Regions from separate parts of the Mus musculus genome. Here region 1 is linked to region 2. Evidence: chromatin contacts called from public Micro-C data. All regions are on one chromosome and are shown on one strand. Each heading gives the region's core, a stretch centred on a gene start, on an enhancer-like site or on the middle of the called end of the contact. The rest is flanking DNA. Distances are from core to core; before and after follow the strand shown.

Region 1 (5,144 bases), core at 1,704-4,203, 560 kb before region 2:
CTCTTCTCATAAAGCCTCCCCACCAGTTTCATAGGCCAGCAAAGTGGTGTTAGGTGATGCTGTAGTTGATTGCTTAGGTGGGTCTCCTTGTGTGTGAAATCAGCTCCTTTCCAATTAAGACTAAGACTGAGACAGTACAGAAAAGTTTATATATCATATGTCAGAGTACACATAATATGTGATATGCAGTACGTATGTCACATGAATAAATGAGGAGGAGAAAAGGAACCATTGCCTTGGAACTGCTTGCTGGAGCCCTCATGATGACACCGGCAGAGCTGGCGGTGAGTAAATAAGGTTGGGGCTGTGTGCTTTTGGCAGCACCCCACCCACATGCCAGTTCAAGAAAGCGCCCATGAACAAAAGCGTTTGAGTGTTTCGAATTAGGAACTAAATTACTTTTAGAAGTAAAGAATCAGAATAGTGGTAGGTAGCTCCAGTTACTTATTTGACAAAACAGAGGAGAGCTGATGGGGCTTGTCTTAATGTATTAGGAAAACAACCTCTGGGCCCCTGCTGACAGGACAGTTTCTCCAAGTGCTATTAATTAGAATGTGTTATTAGCTAACAGCAGGGAGCACACACCCTTTGCATGTTAACTAAAGTGCAATCGCCATTTAGCTAGTGGGCCTTGCTCAGTCTTCAAAACAGTCTTAATCATTAGTGAGTTAGTTAAACTATAACATCATGAGATAAAAATAATCACTGGTGTCACTTGGGAACAAGTTTGAACTGGACTGGTCAGATGTTCTCAGTATAGTCAGTGCTGACTGCGTTGATTGCTGGGTGACAGTCAGCTATGGACACATCTGGACAAACCCAGCTCCAGATGCAGCCACTTCCACTGCTCTCCCAGGGTTGCACAGTATCCTGAGATCAGAGGGACTGGCACATTGCTGCATTTTGCTGAAGTTGGGTGTGAAGGGGTGGTACTGGGGGCTCCATCTTCAACTCTCAGTTACCCAGAATCTTACAATATATAGTTGCAATTCATGTATTTCTGATGTTTTATTTTCTAATTAATTAATTATTATTGACTCTACCTTGGTAGGTGTTGAAATGGTGGCAAAGCTCATTCAAGCCTCCTTGGTTGATCTTGGGAGAGTGCTTCAGTACTAGCGCAGAGGTTGTGAGGAGAAGCTAACATTCTCTTGCAGGGGTATCTCTTTTCCATTTTTTAAAAATGATGGATGTGTGTAAAATATATTCAGAGATGAAGAATAACGTACATGTAAGATAGAGAGACTGAATAATGTGTGTGTTCTGCATACCAACATTTGTCACATTTGCCATCTTTATTCCACTTAATAAGATGACTTTCCCCATTTCATTTACTTTCCAGCACATGACACATGTTCATTCTCTCTTATGGTGGAAACAATGCTCCCATGCATGTGTTTGGCATGTCACATTGGTTCATCCATTTGTTTTTGATGGACATCTAGGTATTTCCTTGTCTTGGCCGTTATGAATACTCCTGCATAAACATGGATATCTTTGTATATCTATGTGATATCCTGCTTTAGATCGCATCTTGTGTATACCCAGGAGTGGGATATCTGGATCATACAGTAGTCTTACCTCATATTTTTTGGCAGATATTGGCAGTCACAGTGCTTGCATTAGTGCACTGGCTCAGAAGGAGTGTGTAAGATAGTCTTCTCTCTGCATCCTTACATGGGTGGTTGTTTCTGACTTGGGGAAGATGGAATCTCACTGCAGTTTTGGTTAAACATTTTTTTACATATGTATTTGTTGGACATTTGTAATATTTTCTTTTTAAAAATAAATTTACTGGGGCTCAGTGTTGAAGACCACTTGCTGCTCTTGCTGAGTTTTGTTCCCAGCATGCACATGGTGGCTCATAACTATAACTTTGGTTCCAGGGGATCCAATGACTTCTTCAGACCTCTGCGTGCATCACACGTGCACATGTACACATACATACATGCAGGGAAAAGTGTATACATATAAAATAAATAATGTTTAAAAGCTTAGCATACAAAGTTTTACAGGTCTTCTTAGGGACATTCCATATATCCTTCCTTCTCTAAGCTTGCTATTCCCATTCCTCATGCCCCTCTACCAGCCTTCCCCGCTGCCTCCGGAACCCCCTTAGCTTGCTACTCCCGTTCCCTGCTCCCCCACTCCCTCCAGCACCCCCTTTAGAGTTTATATGCCATGTAGTCACCTTCCTCCTGGTGCTGTTCCCTTAGGATCTCCTCTCCCATCTCACAGGCTCCTTTCCAGTTTCCTGGCCTTTCCCCTCAGTGCCCCCACCTAGACACACCTAGTAAATGGCTAAAGCTGTGATCTACAGAGGAAAGAGAAGAGAGGGTCTCTATCTCTCTGAGCCCTGATTACCTTGTTGTACTTATCTATTCTCCTACAGATTATATATTTTTTATGCACAAATAAGATTCTATTGACCCAATACTCAAATAAGCCAATTTTCTTCATAGTCTATAGATGAAGTTCTGTACCATTTGCTATGACCTGACCACTCACCTCTCTTGCCAGTTCACACTCAACACTCCAAATTCAGTTAGCTGCTTTGGCACAGTAGACAATAAGGGTGCAATGAGTTCATATGTGGGGGACCCTAATCAAGAGGGGCAGTGTACTTGTTAGAAAGCACACATGCTAGAAGTCTCTTCCTCCCCCCATGTGCACACACAGTTCTCCTGCCTGCCCAACTGTGAGAAACAGTTCAATACTGGTCTAGGTGTTTTGTCACAGCAGGACAGGCTGGCTGATACTCCATTTAGGGACGAAATAACTTGCACATCACACAGTCACACTTGAGCTAATGCATTCTTTGAGGGTGACTATTTGGGCCTAAGCAAGATTAATGCTGTCTTTATTTTCATTTCACACAGGAGTGAGTGACTGAAACTTGAAACTGTGTGACTTGCCCAGAATGACTCAGCTGAGAACTCTGTGATGAGGGTGCATGCAGCCCTGCAATGCTGCTGGCCCTGTGGTGAGGGCACAGCCCAGCAATGCTGCTGGCCCTGTGGTGAGGGCACAGCCCAGCAATGCTGCTGGCTTCAGTGCTTAATCCAGGAGTTACTTACCTCTAGGAATCCTGTTCAGAGCACAGGCCCGTCTTACTCTTTGTCTGCTGAAGGCTGTCTATACAACATGAATAACCGTAACTTTTCTACATTGTCTCACAAATGTCTACAGATTTTAATCCATCTCTTATTTCCTCTTTCTTCCTAATAGCAAGCTTTGCCCACTGCTGTTGTTGTTTTAGATGAGTCTTGTTTTGTAGTCCACTCTGGACTTGAACCAGCAATCCCGTTTCCTTAGCATCTTGAGTACTGGGGTCTCAGGTATGTGCCATATACTTAGCTGTTGCTATCAAACTTTCTCATGCTCTGTTATTTGCCTTCCTCTAATTCACCCTGAAGTTCTTTCTCTATTCCTCTTTTCTCTCAGCCTAGAAACATTCACATATGATTAGGGTTGGTTTTTAATGCCAGCTTGTCACAGATTTCAGTGGCCTTCATAGATACTCATCTGAAAAAGTTCCCTGGTCATCTTGATTGATGTGGGGAGATCTGCCCTCTGGTAGAAGCATCTTCTAGTAGCAGTTCAGACAAAAATGGCAGAAAGAAATCGGCCTCCTCACCCGTTGCTTGCTTGGTCTTCCCTCTTGCCTCCAAGTTAACTTGCTCTGTTGCTGTTGCTGCTTCCTTTGCTGAGATGAGAATGAGCCTTTCAAGCTTTCTTTGTAGCACAGGGACCACACACCCCCATTGGTTCTGTTCCTCTGCAGGATCCTGACTAATCCATATTCTCTTTCATCATAATAAGACCTTGCATTGGTCTTCAGCTTGCAGATGCATTTCTTATCCCAGCATGCACCTCTAGGAGAAGGTAATCTGTCTCTCATTTCTTTTCTATTATTAGAAGCAGGATACATAATGAAGAAAACTGGGAGAACATGTTCAAATGGAGAACAGTCCACACCACACAAGTTCTTTACTTTTTTACTTCATAAAATTAAAAGCCAAGATTGTTGAACTGATTTTAAAATTTTCATCTCTCTGTCTCTCTGTCTCCCTCTGTCTGTCTGTCTGTCTGTGTGTGTGTGTGTGTGTGTGTGTGTGTGTGTGTGTACACATATGGAGGTCTATGAACAACTTATGGGAGTCAGCTCTCTCCTTCCACTATGTGGGCCTAGGGATGGAACTCAGGTCATCAGGCTTGGTGTCAAGTGTATTACACCTGAAGATATCTCACCGGCCCTGGAAATGTTTGGGCTATATGTCAGGGTTTTCCAGAGTAACAGAACTTACAGAATGAATCTCTCTCTCTCTCTCTCTCTCTCTCTCTCTCTCTCTCTCCCTCCTCCCCCTCCCTCTTCCCCCTCTGTCTCCATCTCCATCTTCATTCATATATATATATATTCCAGTCCAAGATTCTAGTACTTGTTCAGGCCATTAGCTGTATGTTTCAGCTGGTCTTCAATATGTGTTGGAATCTTGAAGAAGTAGGCTCTGATGCCAATGAAGGACTGGACTTGCTAGTGAGGTAAAAGCAAACAAAGAGCAACAACTTTCTTCTTTCATGTCTTACAGAAGATTCCAGAAGAAGGCGTGGCCCAGATTAGAGCTGGGTCTTCCTATCTTGAGAGTCAAGATTAGAACTAGATCTTACCACTTCAAATTAAGCAAAAATATCTCATATGTGTGCCCCATTTTGGGGGGGGGGGGCTTAGTTAATTCAAGATGTAGTCAAGCTGACAACCAGGAATAGTCATCACAGGCTATAACTTATAAATGGCTTGCGGAATTAAATAACATTGCTTATTTTATTCCTATTGGTCTACTTAGGAAAATATTTTCCTAAACAATTTTTATAGGCTTATTTTATTTGTGTGTGTGTGTGTGTGTGTGTGTGTGTGTGTGTGTATGTGTATGATGTGTATGCTATGTGTGTGTACGTGGGTATGAGTTTCCTGCAGTCAGTTGAGGCTGCCATGTGGGTGCTGGGAACTGAACCTGGTTCCTCTTCAAGAACAGTGACAGCTCCTAATTGCCTAGCCATTTCTCAAATCCTTTACATTTTTAAACAACTTTTTAATAAACTTTTAAAAAATTATCTATATTTGTATGTTGAATATTACTTCAAAA
Region 2 (5,144 bases), core at 1,845-4,344:
AAGGAAGGAAGGAAGGAAGGAAGAAAAGAAAGAAAGAAAGAAAGAAAGAAAGAAAGAAAGAAAGAAAGAAAGAAAGAAAGAAAGGGAAAGAAAGAGAGGAAGCAAAGAAAAGGAAAGAAAGAAAGGAAAAGAAAGAAAATAGTCAGGGCACAATATTTTCAGGGTTCTTAAATGTCAACTTAAGGAGTTGAGGTCTGTTCCAGAAGCTACACAATAGAAACCATCAAAGCAAAGAGTTAATGTGGTATGGAGGATGATGGGAGCTGGAAGAGAGACAGGGAGGGTCCTGGCACAGGGCAGACACGACAGAGATGGGTCCATTGAAAATCAAAGACAAAATATGCAGTTTCACAGCTAATTAGATGTAGACTCTCCTAGGTCCTTCACACCGTTCTGTGTACAGTAAATAACTGAGCCGTTTTGCCCCAGGTGTCTCAGATAGTGGCAGTTAAAAAACAAGAAAAGTAGCCTCCGATTCAATTGCAATGGTTGTAATTATTGCTTCCTCTACCCTTTCAGTCCCTGCTTCACACTTATGGCCACGCGGCAATGACATTCCCAGGTCACTGATTCTTAAGCTTTAGTGCATTAAAACCACCTGGAGGCTTTGTCATAACACAGGCTGTGATATTTTAAGAAATTGGATTTCTGGACTGGAGAGGCAGCTCACTTAGTAGCTCCTAGTTCCTCCCTAGGATTCTAGGAGACAAGATTTGTAACCCAGCACTGAATAGATTGAGTATGGTGGCACATGTCTGTAATCCCAGGACTTGAGAGGAACGGGCAAGAAAGGTTTAAAGTTTACCCTGGCTATATGTGATTCTCAGGCCATTCTGGGCTGCAGGCAGCTTTGTCTCAAAGAGGTAGGGAAGGAGGAGGGAAAAGAAAAGACTAGACTCTATTGGGTGTCTATGACAGTTCTCTACCTTCCTAATGCTGAGACAACTTAATATAGTTCCTCATGTTATGGAGACCCCCAATCATAATTTTTTTTTTCGAGACAGGGTTTCTTTGTATAGCCCTGGCTGTCCTGGAACTCACTTTGTAGACCAGGCTGGCCTCGAACTCAGACATCTGCCTGCCTCTATAAATGTTTTATTACTACTTCACTGCTATAGTTTTGCTTCTATTATAAATTGAAATGTAAGTATCTATGTTTTCTGATTATCTTAGGCAACCCCTGTGAAAGGGTCATTTGCCCCTAAAGGGGCTGAGGCCCACAGGTTGAGAACCGCTGGTCTCAGCAATGACGACGTGGCTGTTCTGTGGACTGAACGTGAAGTCCCGCTTCTGCAGGTCTCCTGTGGCCACCTTTGTAACTACGGGGCCGAACAGAAGCAGCAGAGGAAGCCACTGAGTCCAAGAACACTCTTCTTGTTCTTTGAACCGGCATTATTTGAGATGCCTGGAGCAAAGAGGCTCAGAGATTTATTTCCTGAACACAAAACATTATGGTGTAACTTTGTAATCACAGCTATCGTCAGGATCAAATCCTATCTCTGCCTGTTGTACTACTGACTAATTCCTCGAAGTCTCCAATCATTGCAGGTTATATTTATTATTCCTCACATATTATTTTATATTAATATCTGGATAATAATTACCACTGCATAGGGTTGTGAGGAACAGTCGTGGAAACCCATAGAAAGTACTTGGTTGTATGCCAAGATGCACATAAAATGAAATATGGAAATGTATATGATATTTATAAGAACTTTTTAATTGATAGAAGGTAAGGAAGGATTGATAATGCCAACATCTGCTGAGCTGAAGGTAAGAGGACCAAAGTTCAAAGTCAACCATCAGTTCTCCGAGTGAATTCAAGACAGCCTGGACCATGTGAGACTTAGACTAAACAAACAAATAAAACTCACGGAGATGTCACTCTTCCTATTTTCTGTTTGGTTTTGTTTAGCTTTTGTGACATTTTTTTCTTCTTGCCATCTTACCCTGTTTAGGTTGCTGTGACAGTGTACTGTACAGGGTTGACGATGCGGGCTGAGCAGTGGAGTGTCGGGCTAGCGCTGGCTTTCACCAGCAGCTCTGCAGAGAGGTGGCACGTCCCTGTGAGACTAGCAGTATGAGAACCAGTTCAAGGTCACTCTCAGTGACAAACATAATCATCTGTCCAAAAGAAAGAAAGAAAGAAAGAAAGAAAGAAAGAAAGAAAGAAAGAAAGAAAGAAAGAAAGAAAAGACAAAAAAGCATACCAGGGTCTACTGAGCCCCATGGAGCACTGTGTAGCCATACATGGTGAGTTTGGCTCCTTCCCTACACTAACCCTTCCGTGAGAGTGAAGTGGTCACCTCAGTCACCATCTGGTTTGTCAGCCCCTTGGGGACAACGAAGACCCCCAGGGGTGGTCATGACTTTGGATTAATCATTTTCTCTCCATAGCTCGTTACAAACATCAGCACGTTCAGTCTCAAAGAACATAGTAAGATTCGCTTTCCTGGCAACTTCCTGCTAGCTGGGACAGTGTCCGGAAGAGGGAAAGGAACAGATACCTGAACCCAGAGGGAGGAGGAGTCAGGGGGAGGATAGAAAGCTTCCTGTTTGGACTTTTGTGCCTATTTCCAACCTATTAGCATCGTTGTCTGTGGACCTTGAGGCTTTGGGTCTGGTCCTGAGGTTTTTACCAGTGCAACTGTCTGGGGCTTGTCCCCAGCAAAGAAGGCAGCAAGGAAGCATTTCTCTTTAACCAGATAAGTCTGGTGTCGCACCATCCACGAGGGACGCGGAAGGCAGGTACTCCTATAGGGAGGACCATCTCAGGTTGAGCCTGTGTCTTGGGAACTTGAATTCCCCACCCTGCAAAACGAGCTTGGAAATCAGATACCCCTTCCCCTCAGTTTGCTGCAGGGGGGATGGTGGAGGGAGCCTTGAAGAGAATGGGATGAGGTTTTCCTGCTGTGGGCTCCCCAAGTCAGACGTTGTCACGGGTTAGCAGAAAGAGCAGCGTTCCATTCATCCGAAGACAAGGGAAGTGGCTGTGTAAACCAGATATTGTTTCTTGTGGCAGGCACTGTCCTATGCATGGTAGGTATTTGGCAATAGCTCTCTTTTCTGCTTATTACACTTCCTCTTCCGGTGATTGCATAATCCAAAAATGTCTAGACGTTGCCAACAGCCCCCAGGGGGCGATAATCACGTGGCCTGAGACCTGCTGCTCTCTGGTGCGGTTCTCTGCTGGAATCACTCAAAGAACACTTGGTCCGTTCCCTGCTTCTAGAAAACACTAAAACTCCCCGTGAAAAGGTAATTTAGAGGAAGTAGAACACAGTCTCAAAACAGTAGGCACAGAAAGGCAGGTGGAAGCCGATGAAATAAAACCTTTTTTTTTCCAGGTAAGGAAAAGGAGACAGGAAGCTTGTGATATGCCTCAGGCCCAAAGATGAGTCAGAGGGAAATCAGGGAGGGTAAGAGGAGTATAGGGTCTGACCTTCAGTCAAAGAAAAACAGCTCCATCCTTCCCCCTTCCCTCCCCTCCTTCAGTTGGGATCTACGTGGGAACAAATGTCGGTTGTTTTAGAAGCTGGTGGAACGTTCAGAAATGTTTCCTTTAAATGAAGGGCAAAAGGCGGGGTCAGGGGGAGCGGAGAAAAGCTAGAATTGCTGACTTAAGAAATGTAGTTTACCTGGTCCACTGCTGCCACTGCCTCAGACCCTCCCGCTTGCCTGGCTGGCTGGCTGCATGGCTTCTCCTATTGGACAGACGAGGAGCTGGAGCTTCAGTCAGAAGGCTAGCAGTGAGGCTGGGGTCAGGCCTAGGGATTGTCCCCAGGAGCAGCTCCTCCTCTGGCCTTGCCCTGCCTCTGGACCATCCACAAAGCCAGACTCGGTCATATCATCCCCCTCTCTTCTCCCGTTTTTGAAACAGGATCTCCAGGAATTAGGCTGACCTGGAACTTGCTAAATAGATGAAGATGGACTTCCGATCCTCCTGCCTCCTGCTGGGATTCCAGGCCTTTGGCATCAAGTCCAGGCTATGGAGTGCTAGGACTCATCCACTAGGGGCTTTGTACACTAGGCAGGCACCCTACCAATGGAACTGCATCCCAGGTCCTCAGGGTGTTCTGTTCTCTAAGGGATCCCTTTTGTTTACCTCAAGGATAGTTAAAAGTCCTTGTCTGTAACAGCGGCACCCAGAGGTATCCCTCTCGGGGGTTTCCCTGGTCCCCTGCATTCTGATGGTGCAGAAAAAACTAACAGGAGATTGTTGCTTGACAATAAGTATCTCTCATTGGCTGTCTCAGGCCTCAGCACCTCCCTCTGGGCCTATCCCAGCAGGTGGGCTGGGGTGCAGGTGGGGCTCTCCATTCTGATCTTCTGGAAGAATGGCTTCCCCAAACCTCCTTGATAGGACACTTTTCTCCCTCCCTCTCTCCCTCTCTCCTTTCCTCCCTCCCTCCTTCATTCCTCCCTCCCTCTTCCCTCCTTCCCTCTCCTCTTCCTTCCTCCCTCTCTCATTCCTCTCTTCCTCCCTCCCTATCTTCCTCCTTCATTTCTTTCTTTCTTCCCTTCCTTCCTCCCTTCTCTCCCTTCTTTCCCTTCTTCCTTCCTTCATCCTTCCTTCATCCCATTTCTGTGTTCACAGTATGTGTGATGTGTCAGAGGGAGCCATTTTTCCAGACTCCTGATTTCTTTCTCACAAGCCCTAAATCACTTTTGGGCCTTTTGTTCTTTAAGACAGGGCCTTATGTAGCCCAGATTAGCCTCAGACTCACTGTGTAGCCAAAATGACCTTGAACTCTGATCCTCCTTCAGAAGGCTAGGATTATAGGCATGGACCACATGGCCACCTTTAAAAGAAAAAAATTAGTTTCGATATATTTGTTATGTTGAAAGAAAACTTATGTAATACATTTTAAAATTTTTTAACAAAGGAAAGATTTGCGGAAATAGCTGTTTTTCTCATTTCTCTGTGCTGAAATATTTTGTGCGTTCTTTGAGTATATAGGACTAATGTCTTGTGACACATGTGTCCCTAGAATGACCCAAAACAACAACAAATGACAATCTGTTTATTCTGAGCCCTATACTCTAGAACAGAAGCCATACCTTTTTATACAGGGAAAACTGTAGCCCAGAAAAATGAAGTGGGCTACTCAAGGTCACAGAACTAAAAAGGCAAAGCATTAAGC

Evidence for each region. Hi-C and Micro-C count contacts between places; a contact is called where the count stands out from the background.
Region 1: a contact with region 2 is called in a Micro-C map of muscle stem cells, with 5 times the contacts expected there. The contact joins two enhancer-like sites. A contact is called at or near these places in 15 of 39 promoter capture datasets (the 3T3-L1 cell line, the C10 cell line, the HPC-7 cell line and 7 more), 8 of 15 datasets of contacts at CTCF or cohesin (CD8 T cells, the NIH/3T3 cell line, embryonic stem cells and 4 more), 187 of 484 Hi-C or Micro-C datasets (the 3T3-L1 cell line, 3T3-L1-derived adipocytes, the AML12 cell line and 101 more), 30 of 115 datasets of contacts at active chromatin or transcription factors (the NIH/3T3 cell line, PVALB interneurons, Th17 cells and 25 more) and 2 of 9 other capture datasets (embryonic stem cells and embryonic tail).

Annotation. Positions count from the first base shown.
Region 1 is chr3:28,732,695-28,737,838 of GRCm38.p6, reverse strand. All of the region lies in intron 2 of 1700112D23Rik (RIKEN cDNA 1700112D23 gene), which reads left to right. Among named protein-coding and RNA genes, the nearest start is that of Slc2a2, 37 kb to the right of the region's middle. Within about 2 kb of position 2,953, at least 43 of the 459 cell types and tissues checked have an H3K27ac peak or open chromatin away from gene starts, as enhancers often do. A contact at or near this core is called in the AML12 cell line and muscle stem cells, where this site is marked.
Region 2 is chr3:28,169,386-28,174,529 of GRCm38.p6, reverse strand. No RefSeq gene overlaps it. Among named protein-coding and RNA genes, the nearest start is that of Gm42196, 4.6 kb to the left of the region's middle. Within about 2 kb of position 3,094, at least 82 of the 459 cell types and tissues checked have an H3K27ac peak or open chromatin away from gene starts, as enhancers often do. A contact at or near this core is called in the AML12 cell line and muscle stem cells, where this site is marked.